Linked DNA regions of Triticum aestivum: region 1 is linked to region 2. Evidence: chromatin contacts called from public Hi-C data. All regions are on one chromosome and are shown on one strand. The core of a region is the stretch at or near the end of the contact, and the rest is flanking DNA. Distances in the headings are between cores, read along the strand shown. Region 1 holds the start of LOC123080949 (wall-associated receptor kinase-like 3). Region 2 holds the start of LOC123080947 (wall-associated receptor kinase 5).

Evidence for each region. A called contact is a pair of places that touch in the nucleus more often than the background predicts.
Region 1: a contact with region 2 is called in a Hi-C map of leaf, with 3 times the contacts expected there. The contact joins the promoter of LOC123080949 here to the promoter of LOC123080947 in region 2. A contact is called at or near these places in 2 of 5 Hi-C or Micro-C datasets (both in leaf).

The regions. Positions count from the first base shown.
Region 1 is chr3D:610,041,677-610,047,931 of IWGSC CS RefSeq v2.1, reverse strand. LOC123080949 (wall-associated receptor kinase-like 3) reads right to left here and starts at 3,425. Exons shown (of 4, transcript XM_044503898.1): 1 at 2,210-3,425; 2 at 1,570-2,106; 3 at 953-1,102; 4 at 1-880. The coding sequence starts at 3,104.
Region 2 is chr3D:609,796,950-609,803,436 of IWGSC CS RefSeq v2.1, reverse strand. It overlaps LOC123080947 (wall-associated receptor kinase 5), which reads right to left and starts at 5,164. Exons shown (of 4, transcript XM_044503897.1): 1 at 4,098-5,164; 2 at 3,828-3,991; 3 at 2,221-2,370; 4 at 1,736-2,150. The coding sequence starts at 5,022. The coding sequence ends at 2,112.

The DNA of each region.
Region 1 (6,255 bases), core at 2,176-4,675, 250 kb before region 2:
AGAAAATAGTTTGTCAAGCTCTTGATTGTGCCTGATTCACTTGTAAAGACAGGCTTCATTTTCAGAAGCAACTCCACTAGTACCACACCAAAGCTGTAGACGTCGCTCTTTCCGTTCAGATGCCTGGTACGGAAATACTCTGGATCTAAGTAACCAAATGTACCTTGCACATTTGTAACGATGTGTGTTTGATCAATTGGAACCAATCTTGAAGCGCCAAAGTCTGAAACTTTAGCCGTGTAGTTCACATCCAATAGTATATTTGAGGATTTCACGTCACGGTGGAAGATTGATATTGAAGCTGAAGAGTGGAGATAAGATAAAGCTCCTGCTGTTTCGAGAGCAATCCTTAAGTAATCACCCCAAGACAAAGAAAAACCATCACTTTCATCTGCATGAAGAACTTCTGACAGTGAGCCACTGGATACATAATCATACACCAGCAGTGGAACCTCAGTTTCGAGACAACATCCAAAGAGCTTCACAATATTTCTGTGCTTTATCTGAGTGAGGACTGCAACCTCATTGATGAATTGACTGATCTCAGATTGCTCAATGACCTTGGACTTTTTTACTGCAACGACACGCTGATCAGACAATATGCCTTTGTAAACCATGCCATGCCCCCCACGTCCGATGATACGTGTAGGATCAAAGTTGTTTGTTGCCTTCTCTAGCTCTTGTAACGAGAAAATCTTTGTATTCTCATTTGCAGTTTCATCAGATGATATCAATGTTTCTAGGAGAAGACCTTGGTTCTTTCGGAAGTAGTTCGTCCTTAGTTGCTTCTGAACAATCTTTTTCCACCTACGAGTGAAAAGTACTGCACTGAAGCTCAGAAGTAGAACGCCGAAACCACAGGACAGCCCAATAATTATACCTGCAGACATTATGCTCTTAAGTTTGCTGTTTTGTGCTTTCTACCATAAATGTAACAATAATATAGTCTTACCTAAGAGCAGAGGCTCTTGTTTTATCTTAGTACACTGCATTTTTAACGGATCATACTCAGTCTTGTGAGGACAGGCAGTACAACTGAAGCTTCCATTGGTATTATGGCAGATCCCTTTACATTTGTTCGGTTGAAGGCATTCATCAATGTCTGAAAATTAACAAATCTTAATAAGATGCGTTGAAAAATATATACGTCCCTCTGATTTACAGTTAATTTAGGACGTCGCCATGGTCTCAATAGTAACATTGTAATATATATTTCAGAAAAAGTACGTTGTCTCTAACAGAAATAATTATGTACAACGAAAATATATGTCATGACTAATCTACAATCTGAAATTTGATATTGCCCATGTTTGATTTATATATTTAGAAGTGGCGCAAAAATGATATTAGAAGTGGCGCAAAAATCATTATCTAATAGTAACATGCAGTTACTTTCATAAAACATGCCGTTTAATACATATGTACAACTTTCTTGTGGGAAGTTATAAGACACTAGTGTCAGAAACCCTCTTATATTACGGGACGGAGGGAGTAGCTAACAGTACATTTTTCTGCAACTATAGGGGTCAAGTATCATTTGTAACCTAGAGAGAGGGAGGGAGGGAGTACCTTGACAACCATTTTGGATGTACGGATTTCCTTGGAAGCCATCAAAGCATCTGCAGCGGTAACTAGTCATCGCTTCATCGCTTACTTCCACACACTTGCTGTAGGTACTCACACAAGCATATCCAGACCTATTCTGTTGGGCCTCTGCGCAACTTAGATGAGCAGCCACGAATTTATAAAATAAAAAATACCCATATGCCCAAATATGACTCTGTTGATCCTGTTGAAGCCATGGAGGCAGGGGAATAGAGTAGGGGCGGAAGGTCCCATTGTAGACACTTAGATGAGCAGCAACGGTGACATTGAAGGTCCCTTCGTTGACATTTATGTCAATGACCTGTTCCTTCTTTTTTATTTGAAAGGGAATGACCTGTTGCTTCTCCCGCGTGAACAAGGCAGCCGATGATGTCATATTTGTGCAGTGGAGGTGAAACTCATCCCTGGCAAAGCAACCCTCTTCGAGGCCGAATGGGAATTCCACATTAATTTTACCACACCAGCGGGTACAGTTAGCCCTGCTCGGAATTGGATTATACCCTAAATTGATCAGTAAAGAGTTAGCATATGTAACGATGCACAAAATGCCTAACAGCAGCTGTGCGCTGGTCACTTCATTAGGTGGAAGGGAAACAAAAGTTACCTTTATCATTGCTGGAGCAGCCATGTAGAATGTAGGGGTTGCCTGAATAGCCGTCATGGCAGGTGCAGTAGTAGCCACTTGTTGTTGTCGGTGCACCGTATACATCTTGTGGATCGCTGTGGCTGCACTCGGCATGCTCGCTGACACACGCAGCACAGGTGGGTTGATCCTGAATTTTCCATGTGAGCTGTAAGACATGAGCACTACTTACCCTAATTTTATCCCAGAACTGAGAGGTCTGATTAGAGCTCGTGCTGCTGTTTTTTCTGTTGTGGTCTAATTTGAACTGATAAGTGCTGGCATAGCTTTCCACGTCAACACGGCAGCATCCAAAGCCATTACATTTTTTCATAGCCACCATCTCTGTCATTTCTGGGTTCGGGCACACAGTTCCACATATGAACTGGACGCCATCCTCTCTGACAGAGTACACATCCAGGTCGCAGCCGGTGATGTTTAGAGCAATGTCAGAAAGATGGAAGGACCTCCCCGGCGGTTTCAAAGACAAGTTGTAGACACTGACACCAGATTTCATGGCGATGGTATGCGAGAAGAAGGCATAGATAAAGTTTGAACTGAAAAGAGGATAATCTGCAGATTCGATCACCTCGGTGATGCCGTCGCACAAGAAGAGCCTGGGGGGCTGACTGGTGTTGTTGCAAATGAGGTTGAAGTCAGGTCCACGGGAGCACCTGGATCCGATGCCAAAGGGATAGCCGAAGCTGACACTGCCGCAGCTCGTCGGGCAGCCATGGAGCGTGCCACCGGCACGGGATGGTTGCGCCCAGTTCCCCTCTGGGTTCTGCTGGCCTGTTACAACTCCGGATGCCAGAGTTGTTAGCTTTCCCAGTGACCCGAGCACCAATAGAGAAAGCATCAACGGGAAGATTTCCATGATCAATCTAGAGTTCTACACTACACCCTGCACTAGAAAAATTCAGGTCAGGCAGCGGTGCCTTCTCTTCTAGGTATCCTTTGCTGCATATATATAGCAATGGTTACAAACTTACAGTTGACCCAAGGATGACCGGAAGAGGATTCGTGTGAATGTGGATTTGGATGCTGTGTGCTTGGATGGCATGTGAAAGCAGATGATCAATCATGCTGCCCATGTGGATGTGGATGTGGATGTGGCAGTGGTGTACCTTGATGGGATGTGAAGGAGAAGACCAGGACCATGACCTTAGCAGGTCGGTCCACTAAAGGGGCTTACAGTTGACCCAAGGAAGACTGGAAGAGGATTCGTGTGGATGGGGATGTGGTGTTCCTTGATGGCATGTGAAAGCCGATGATTAGGACCGTCTGTACATGCCCATGTGGATCTGGCAGTGGTGTGCTCAATACAATGTGAAGAAGATGACCATGACCTCGTACTGCGTGCCGCAGGAAGAACTCAGCAAGTCGGTCCAGGGCCAGTCTATGCCCATTCCTAACAAAACCACGTTACACATTTCATGTGCGGATTTTGTGGGTTTCCAAAGGTTTGCTCTGCAAAAAGAGAGAAAACAAATGAACATGCAGACTTGCATCATGTAAGTGGCGAACCTCACAAGAAATTCAACTGGTTGGGAATGACATCTTCGGTCTCCAGCTCCACTGATACCTTTTTTTTAAGGAGGATAACCTCCGGCCTCTGCTTCAATCGATAGATGCAGCCATATTATTAAATAAAAGCGTAACAAAGTCTCAAGGTCCCGCAAAGCTCATAGTCCGACCTTAAAACAAAACACAAACGGAAAAGTGCCATATTCGATGATAAGAAATAGACTACGATGCCTACACACCTAGCCTATTATTAGCTCGCCATCCAAATCGATTGAAGATAGCCCATGCTACCATCTCCTAACGGTTGCATCTAATGGCCAAAAGCTCCCTGAAGCCCGCATGAGTGAGTAACGACTACATACGGATCCAAGTTGTAGCTTTATAAATAATCTGCAAAAAATTAGTGAAATTTGCTCCATTAAAAATCAAATCATTCATAGTAATTCCATATAGCTCAAAATAAAGCACATATCCCTGTCCAAATATGTTTGGCTATGTGACTCTCCACTCCATTAAGCCACGTCCCAAATAACGTGTTTATGCTCATTGGAGGATGTATGTTAAAATCAATATGTATCGATTGCAATAATAATTTCGCAAGTGGACATTTAAGAAAGAGGTGTTTAAGATTCATTTTGATCACAAAAGCAGCATCTAAAATTACCTACCCAGTTCCTTTTTTTCAGATTATCTTTGGTGAGAATAACTCCTTTGTTAACGAACCATATAAATTTTTTAATTCAAAGTGGAACTTTAATCTTCCAAAAGTGCAATGACCTCGACAATGGCCCGGTACCAATTAAGTCCAGATACATAGAATTCACTGAGAAGGCTCCCCTCGAAGCTAACTTCCAGCGAATTGTATGAGCTTGATCTGATAGTTGAACGTCCATCAACCTACGGACCAGTTGCAAACAAGTATCCCAATGTTCTTCTACTAGGGATCTCCTAAAATGGACATTAAGCGGTACCGAGTTTAATACTATGGCGGCGTCCCCAAGTGGCGTCCGTCCAACTACCCGCGCCCAGTGTGGTCAGCTTAATTTATGACCTCGGGCCCATGCGTCAACGACGGCGGTCAGCCTTTTTTAAGCCGAGCATGCGGGGGGGGGGGGGGGGAGTCCTCATCCGCTTCCAGAAAGCCACCTGTCCCCATCTCGCCACCGTCTGCTCCCCGTCGGCGGCAACCCTAGCCACCACAGCGAGGTGTTCTTCTCATGCAACACTAACAGCAACCGCTAAGCCAAGGGCAAGGCCCCTGCAACCCCTCTTCCCCGCCTCGGCCCACCTTCGCCGGCGCCTTCTCGCCGGCCGAGGCAGCGCGTGAACGTGCCAGTGCACCAGGCGGAGTGGCACTGGCAGCACCACGTCCCTCTCCCCTACCCCGACGTCACCCTGCCGAACGATTGGCATTTGGATCCGGAAAGGATCCCAGTGTCGGCGGCGCCGCGGTCGGCACGAGCGCACGCGAAGGAGATGTGGCGCCGGCGGGTGCTGCTGACGCCGGAGCAGCGCAGCGACTCCACGTACAACGTCGACTCATCCTATTGGGCGCGTTGATTCGCCTTCGAGCACGAGAAGGCCAGGTGACACAACGTCCGTGAATCACGCGTAGCTCGCCGCCGCCGCCCATCGTCGTCCGCGACGAGGACCGGGAGGCAGAGGCCGCCTAGGCCATGGCAGTTGTCCTCCGAGAGAGCAAGGAGGACGAGCGGCGGACGAGGAGGAGGAGGAGGAGGCGTACCAGGTGGCCATAGCGCTATCCGCGGCCGGCGACTGCGTCGTGCCGTCGGTGGCCCCTCCGTCCCCAGTGAAGGCTAAGCCAGAGTCGACCCCCATCGAGCGCTACTCTTGTACCGCAGTAGGGCGCAAGTGGGTGAGCGCCCCGCCGGCCTGGTACGGGGCGACTGAGGCGCAGGAGGCGACGTACCTCGAGTACTGCCGCCAGCGACGGCTGGCCGAGGAGCGCCGCGACGGCGAGTATCTCGAGTAGCTCGTGCGCGACGCCGAGGCAGAGCAGCGTGAGGCGGAGGAGGAGGCGCGCCAGGCCGAGGCTGCAGCGCCACAGCTCGCAGCCGACATCATCGTCTCTTGGAACATGGCTTACCCCTGGGTCGGGCCTGCGCCAACGCTCATCGACCTCACCGGTCCCGATGTCGACGACAAGGACGCCTAGGGCAGCGCGCCGCCTCGTAGTTTTACTTTTTTAATATTTAATTAATGTAAATGTGGATGCGTGGACTCTGGCCTGCCTTCCTGGACAACTTTAATGTTTAATTAATGTTTGTTTTTATTTTTGAAATGTTTGTATTCTTTTTTTTCTGCGCGCCACCATAAAATGGGTTGGGCCATAGTTGGGCGTATGCGCCGACCCAAAGGCACAAGCGGACATGGGTGTCCGCCGGGCCGACCCAAACAGACAAAAAGTGGACAAAATCGTCGTCCATTTGAGTCGGCGCGTTGGAGTTTGCTCTAAGCGCCCATTTCATCTCTCCTCTCTT
Region 2 (6,487 bases), core at 3,915-6,414:
TCGATGACCTTGCTGTTAGCTATCAGGATGATGGCAATCTTGACAAAATATTCAGTACCTCCTTCCGGCATACCATCCTCATGAAACCCGGTGTCCATGTCTATGACTGGTCTTTCAAACCGCCCGGGAGGTCCTTTGAGTACATCGGGCAAACAGCTCTAAACATCACCGGCTGTGACCTGGACGTGTATTGGGTCAATGACAATGCCGGCACTACCACACGGGCCTGCAGAACTGTGTGCCCAGACCAAGGGATCACAGAGACGGTGGCTAGGCACCGTTGTAACGGCACCGGCTGTTGTAGTTTTAATGTGTTGGTGGCCTTGACAATGGTGCTTTTCACCTTAAATTTGTCCAGGGGCACAAAAAAATCAACAACGGTGCAGGGTCTAAGTCTAACCGGACTGCTCCACTGTGGGATAGAATCAGTATAACAGATGATGGTGGTGTCATGATTTCCTGGAGCATAGTGGATCAACCCAACTGTGTTGCTGCCATGCGAGACAGGACAGCATACGCCTGTGTCAGCAAGAACTCTGACTGCTACGATACTGGAGAGGGCTACGCCTGCATCTGCAATGACGACGGCTATGCACGCAACCCCTTCACTCCGGATGGCTGCTCCAACGACAAAGGTAACTATTATATTGATCAAGCAAGTAAACTTACAACTTCTTTAGATAAAACCTGAATACATGCTAACCTTTTACCGCTCAAACTAGGGTATAATCCAATTCCGAGTAGGGCTGACTGTACACGTCGGTGTGGTAACATTACTGTGGAATTCCCGTTTGGCATAGAAGAGGGTTGCTTTGCCCGGGAAGAGTTTCACCTCAACTGCACAAATACAACGTCATCGGCTGTTCTACTGCTGGAGGATTTTGAGGTGACCGGCATGAATATTGAAAAAGGGACCATTGAGTACAACGGCCCTACCCGTGGACCACTAAGTGACACATCTGGAGGACGCATTCTTTTTGTGGGATATGAGTTGTTCTCCTCTCTGCGGTGGGTTGCTGCCAATCTAAGTTGCCTAGAAGCCCAACATAATATATCTGGATATGCTTGTGTGAGTATCAACAGCAGGTGTTTAGAAGTAAATGCTACATATGACTATAGCTTTTTTGAAGCTCCTAAAGAAGACACCTATGTCGGTTACCGTTGTAAATGCACAGACGGCTTCAAAGGAAACCCATACATCCAAAATGGCTGTCGAGGTATCCTCTATCTCTCACACACATGCACACACGTGTGCATCGCGCATAATGTATATAATCATTTCAATTTCATATGCCATCTACTTTGTGGATGGTTCTTGGGTTCCGTTGCATGCATGTTGTGCATATAAGATAACTTTCATTATCCATTAATTAGAATTTTCTATGTCACCATTCCAAAGCGTAAAACATCTCAAGAGTCAAGTTTTACTAACACTGATACCATTGGATTTGTATCCAAAACTAACGTCCAATGGCACCACTTTGTATTACATAAATAACATTTTGTTGGCTTAATTATTTTCTAGGTTGAAATCTTTGGATGTGTGGCGCTTTACAGTTTTTTTTTAGAAGCCGCTGAGTGGAGATAAGATAGTGCTCCTGCTGTTTCCAAGGCAATCCTTACGTAATCATCCCAGGACAAAGAAAAACTATTGCTTGAGTCAGCATGGAGAACTTTAGACAGTGAGCCACAAGATATATATTCGTACACAAGCAGTGGAACCTCAGTTTCCAGACAACACCCGAAGAGCTTCACAATATTTCTATGATTTACTTGTGAGAGGATAACGACCTCATTGATGAATTGAGTGATCTCAGCCTTTTCAATGACCTTAGATTTTTTTATTGCAACTACACGTTGATCAGATAACATGCCTTTGTAAACCATGCCATGGCCCCCACAGCCAATAATGCGGGCCCTATCAAAGTTGTCTGTTGCCTTTTCTAGCTCTTCTAACGAGAAAATCTTTGTTTTGTCATTTGCACTTTCATCAGATGATATCAATGTTTCTAGTAGAAGACCTTGGTTCTTCCGAAAATAATTCTTCCGTAGTTGTTGCTGAATATTTCTTTTCCATACACGAATGAGAAATACTGTACCAAAACTCAGAGCTAGAATGCCGAAGCCACCAGATAACCCAATGATAATACCTGAAGGCATTAAGCTCTTTAAGTTTCTTTCTATCCTTTTTTATGAGATATAACTATAATTTACTGTTACCTGAAAGCAGAGTATGTTGTTTCGTTGTTGTACACTGCATTTTGTGTAGATCGTACTCAGTCTTGTGAGGACATTCAGTACAATAGAAGCTTCCTTCAATATTATGGCAGATCCCCTTACAAATGTTTGGTTGAAGGCATTCATCAATATCTGAAATTAACAAGATCTTGCTAAGTTGCGCCAATAAACAAATATAGGGTATACATATTAGTATATTACATAACATAGAACGCAATAGATCATCCAGTTAACATGGAATACAGCATGTTATCCAATAAAAGAAACCTACAGAAATGGTACTAATCAGACAGAAACTAGAGAAGCAGTTTTGGGTGTATGTTCAAGGCACCATATGTTTTTAAAATTAGCACACACCTAATATTTGTGTACAACTCTCTTGGGAAAGTTGAGATGTACTCACTCTTTTTCTCTCTATGTGTCCACATCAACTCACCATGTTCACAAATAAAGAAAGCACAGATGTAAAAATGATTTAACGAGAATATACCTTGTCAAAATGATATACTACGATCACTTTACCTCTTCCAAAGCGTTTAAACTGGGGTAGAGGGTGAAAAAACTGTAATAACTAATAACGAATAACGGGTGCAGAAAAACAAATGTAATAGCTAATAGTGGCATCACGTTTCTTTAGTGATATATAAATAGTTAATGTTATTGATATAATACAGACTTCCAGTGTATTTCCAAAACTATTGGTTCTGCATAATGTGCTTTAAAGGGAAACTAATGATCATTTCGTTATTCAAAAACTAGGTGGCTCATCAATTTAAGCAATTTACAGTCACACAATAACAAACCATGACTATAGTACAGTTATTCCAGTGTCAAGTTGGCGTTTAGCTGCATTAAAAGTGAGCATGACCTAAGTGACATGAATTTCAGGTTTATTAAAATTATGTTTCAAGTTTAGGGATCCATTGTGTATTTTATTTTCCTTACAATTTTATTACCACCTTAGTCTTTGTGCAATGTCAAAATATGCTCTATAAGTAACAAGAGTAATCCTTTTCTAAAAAAAAGTAACAAGAGTAATGCATTTGACTTAACTAGAGAGAAAAAAACTTAATATGGCATGGCCTGCTGATGAGATCTACCAGAGGCATTAATAAGATGACATTTAGCCATATACTTATTCTTATCAAAAGTAAAGAAGATGACATATGCATATGACATTCTTCACAACGTAATAACCACTTGGACAACATACACAGCATGAAAGCTATTAAATTTAACTGCTAAGAGCTCTTAGCTGAGGGAGGGACACCTTGACAACCACTTTGGGTGTATGGATTTCCTCGGAAGCCATCTGAGCATTTACAGCGGTACCCAATATAGCTCAATTCACCATAGTCAATTTTAGCCTCTACTGCTACACACTTGCTGTTGGTGCTTACACAAGCATAACCAGATATATTCTGTTGGGCCTCTATGCAACTTAGATTAGCTGCAACCCACTGCATTGAATAGAAGTAGCCATATCCAACAAAAAGAGCACGCCTGCTAAATATGTGGTAAAATGATGCACCTTGTTGGTCAGACCCGATGGACTTAATGGTCCCTTCGTCAACATTCAGGCTCATTACCTGGTCAAACTCAAACATGAGGACAGTTGATGATGCCATATTTGCACAGTTAAGTTGGAATTGTTCCCTGGCAAAGCAACCCTCTTCTAAGCCGAATGGGTATGGCACACTAATGTTACCACACCAACGGGTACAATTAGCTCTGCTCGGAATTGGATTATACCCTAGTGTGATCAGTAGGAGGAGGTTAGTATTTATTCAAGTTCTAATATCCAAAACATCTAATCACAGCTGTATATTTTGTTGCTTGATTAAGGAAAAAAAAAGTACCTTCATCTCTGGAACAGCCATCTTGAAGGAAGGGGCTGCCTGCATAGCCAGCATTACAGATGCAGTTGTAGCCGTTGTTTGATGTCACACTTTCATCGCGGCACAATGAATGCCTGCTGATACAGGCATACGTTGACCTGTTTTGCACGGTGCTAGCACAGTTGGGTTGACCAACTATGTTCCACCAAACTGCGGTCTCATCGTCACTTATGCTGATTCTGTCCCACAGCATAGAGGTCTGGTTAGAGGGTGTTGCGGTGCTAGTTTTGTTGTGGTGGTGGACAAATTTGAGCTGAAAAGCATCAGGAAGCAGACCTGTGACAGGAAAACTGCAACATCCGATGCCACTGCAGTTGAGCCTCGACATGGTCTCTGTGATTGCTTGGTCCGGACACACAGTTCCACAGACCCATGTTGTTCTGTGTGTGTTATTGTTGACCCAATACACATCCAGATCGCAACCAGTGATGTTCAGAATGGTTTCCCCACGGCTGAAGGATCTACCAGGCGGTTGGAAAGACAAGTAGTAGACATGGACACCAGACTTCATGGGGATAGTATGCCAAAAGGAGGTAATGATTCCATAATCATTGTCGTAGTAATCTCCATCGCTAGCAACGACGATGTTGTCAATTACTTCGGTGATGCCGTCACGCAAGAAAAGTCTGGGGGACTGAGCTGTGTCGTCGCAAGTGAGATTGAAATCAGGCCCCCGGGAGCACCTGGATCCAATGCCAAAGGGGTAGTCGAAGCTCAGATCGCCGCATGTCTTCAGGCAACCATCAAGCATGGCAAGTGATGGATGCGCCCAATTCCCTTCGGGGTTGTGGCTTGTTACAACTCCAGATGCTAACGCTGTTAGGTTTCCTAGTGACCCAAGTAGCAAAAGAGAAAGTGATGCATATATCATCAGTAAGATGCCCATGACACACACCTTGTGCGGCTCCCAACTTCACTTGAAATTCAGTTCAGGCTGGGGACTTAACAGTGTGGTGAACGTCTCAGCTGGAAGGCCTTCTCTTGTATGTAGCACTTTCGTGACTGGCTTGGTGCTGCAAATTTATGGAGACACAAGACCCAAGTAAGAAGACATGGCACAAAACAAGACAAGTAAGCACCTGGACTCCAGAGGACATTGATGTGGTTGATTTGGCCACATTATAGTGCACCACTACTTTCTTGTGGCGTTGCTGCCGCAGAGCCTTCTTGATGTGCAGGATATTCTATCCCATCGAAGAGGGTGTTGACAAGTCTTTGCCAAATGGCTCATTTCAGTTCAGAATAAACCTCTTTGCATTATTGGCTATTTGGCTTGTGGTTCGTGATGCAGAGATAGACAGTGAACGCTGTCCTGCTCATGGACAGTGACAGCAGGCTGCCAATCTTTAGCCACACCTAGTGAGGATAAGCTAACTGATCGCTTCCAACCGATCTGGCTACGGTACCTGAACCCCATCCCGAATTGTAGGCGGTGTTTCTTTAAGCTGCAACCGAGGGCAGACTAGTAAAGTGAAACATTCTGCAGAGAGTAAATCAACCATAACCATATAGTACCAACGAGTCGTGCACGAAAACCATCGCCCAGGCCCCCCCCCCCCCCCCCCCCCCGCGTCGTCTCCTCTGAGGCGACTCGGGGGCAACCCTAGCGCCGCCGCTCGCGCTCCCTCCCCTCCGCCGCTGCCAGAGGGGCTCGCGGCGCTCGCGCGCGGCCCCGATGAAGGTGGCGGCGGGGGATCTGGCGCCTCCTCCATGGGTGGAGGGCTGCGGCTCCCGGGGCGGCGGCCCCGACCGGTGGCGTGCGGCGTGGCCTGGGCGGCGGGCGGCGCCGGCGGGTGCTGGTGGGCGGCCTCCACGGCTGCGTGGGCAGGTGGTGGTCGTGGACGTCGGTGCTGCAGTGGCGCCTCGCTGGCCGCCGGTCCACCTTGGAGAAGCTTCGGCACCGCCCGATCTGCTCTGATCCGTGCCTGTGTTGGTCCCCGGCGGCTGCGGTCGACGTTTCTTGGTGATTGCTGGCCGGATCTGGCGGTTGGGCGAGGATCCGGGGGAAACCCTTGGCCGGCGCGGCGGCCCCCCCAAAGTCGACGCCTTTGGCGCCGATCCCCTTCTTGGAGGCTTTGGGGTGGCTCCTCTCCCATTCGCCTCCCCCCTAAGCTCCGGCGAAAGTCGGCACTCCCCTGATCTGGGCGTCGACGACACCTTGGTGCCGTGATCCTTCTTGAAGGCGGCGACCGGGATGTGCTCTTGGGGGTGGAGCGGCTGGTGGCTTGGCTCCGAAGCATGACGTCCTGGTCTTCCTGCGACTTCCTGCTCGGCTTCGCCCGGTGCATAGTGATGCCTTCTTCGGTCTTCTCCATCGGTGTGCGCCTTCGTTCGACAGCTCGCGCCCCGTG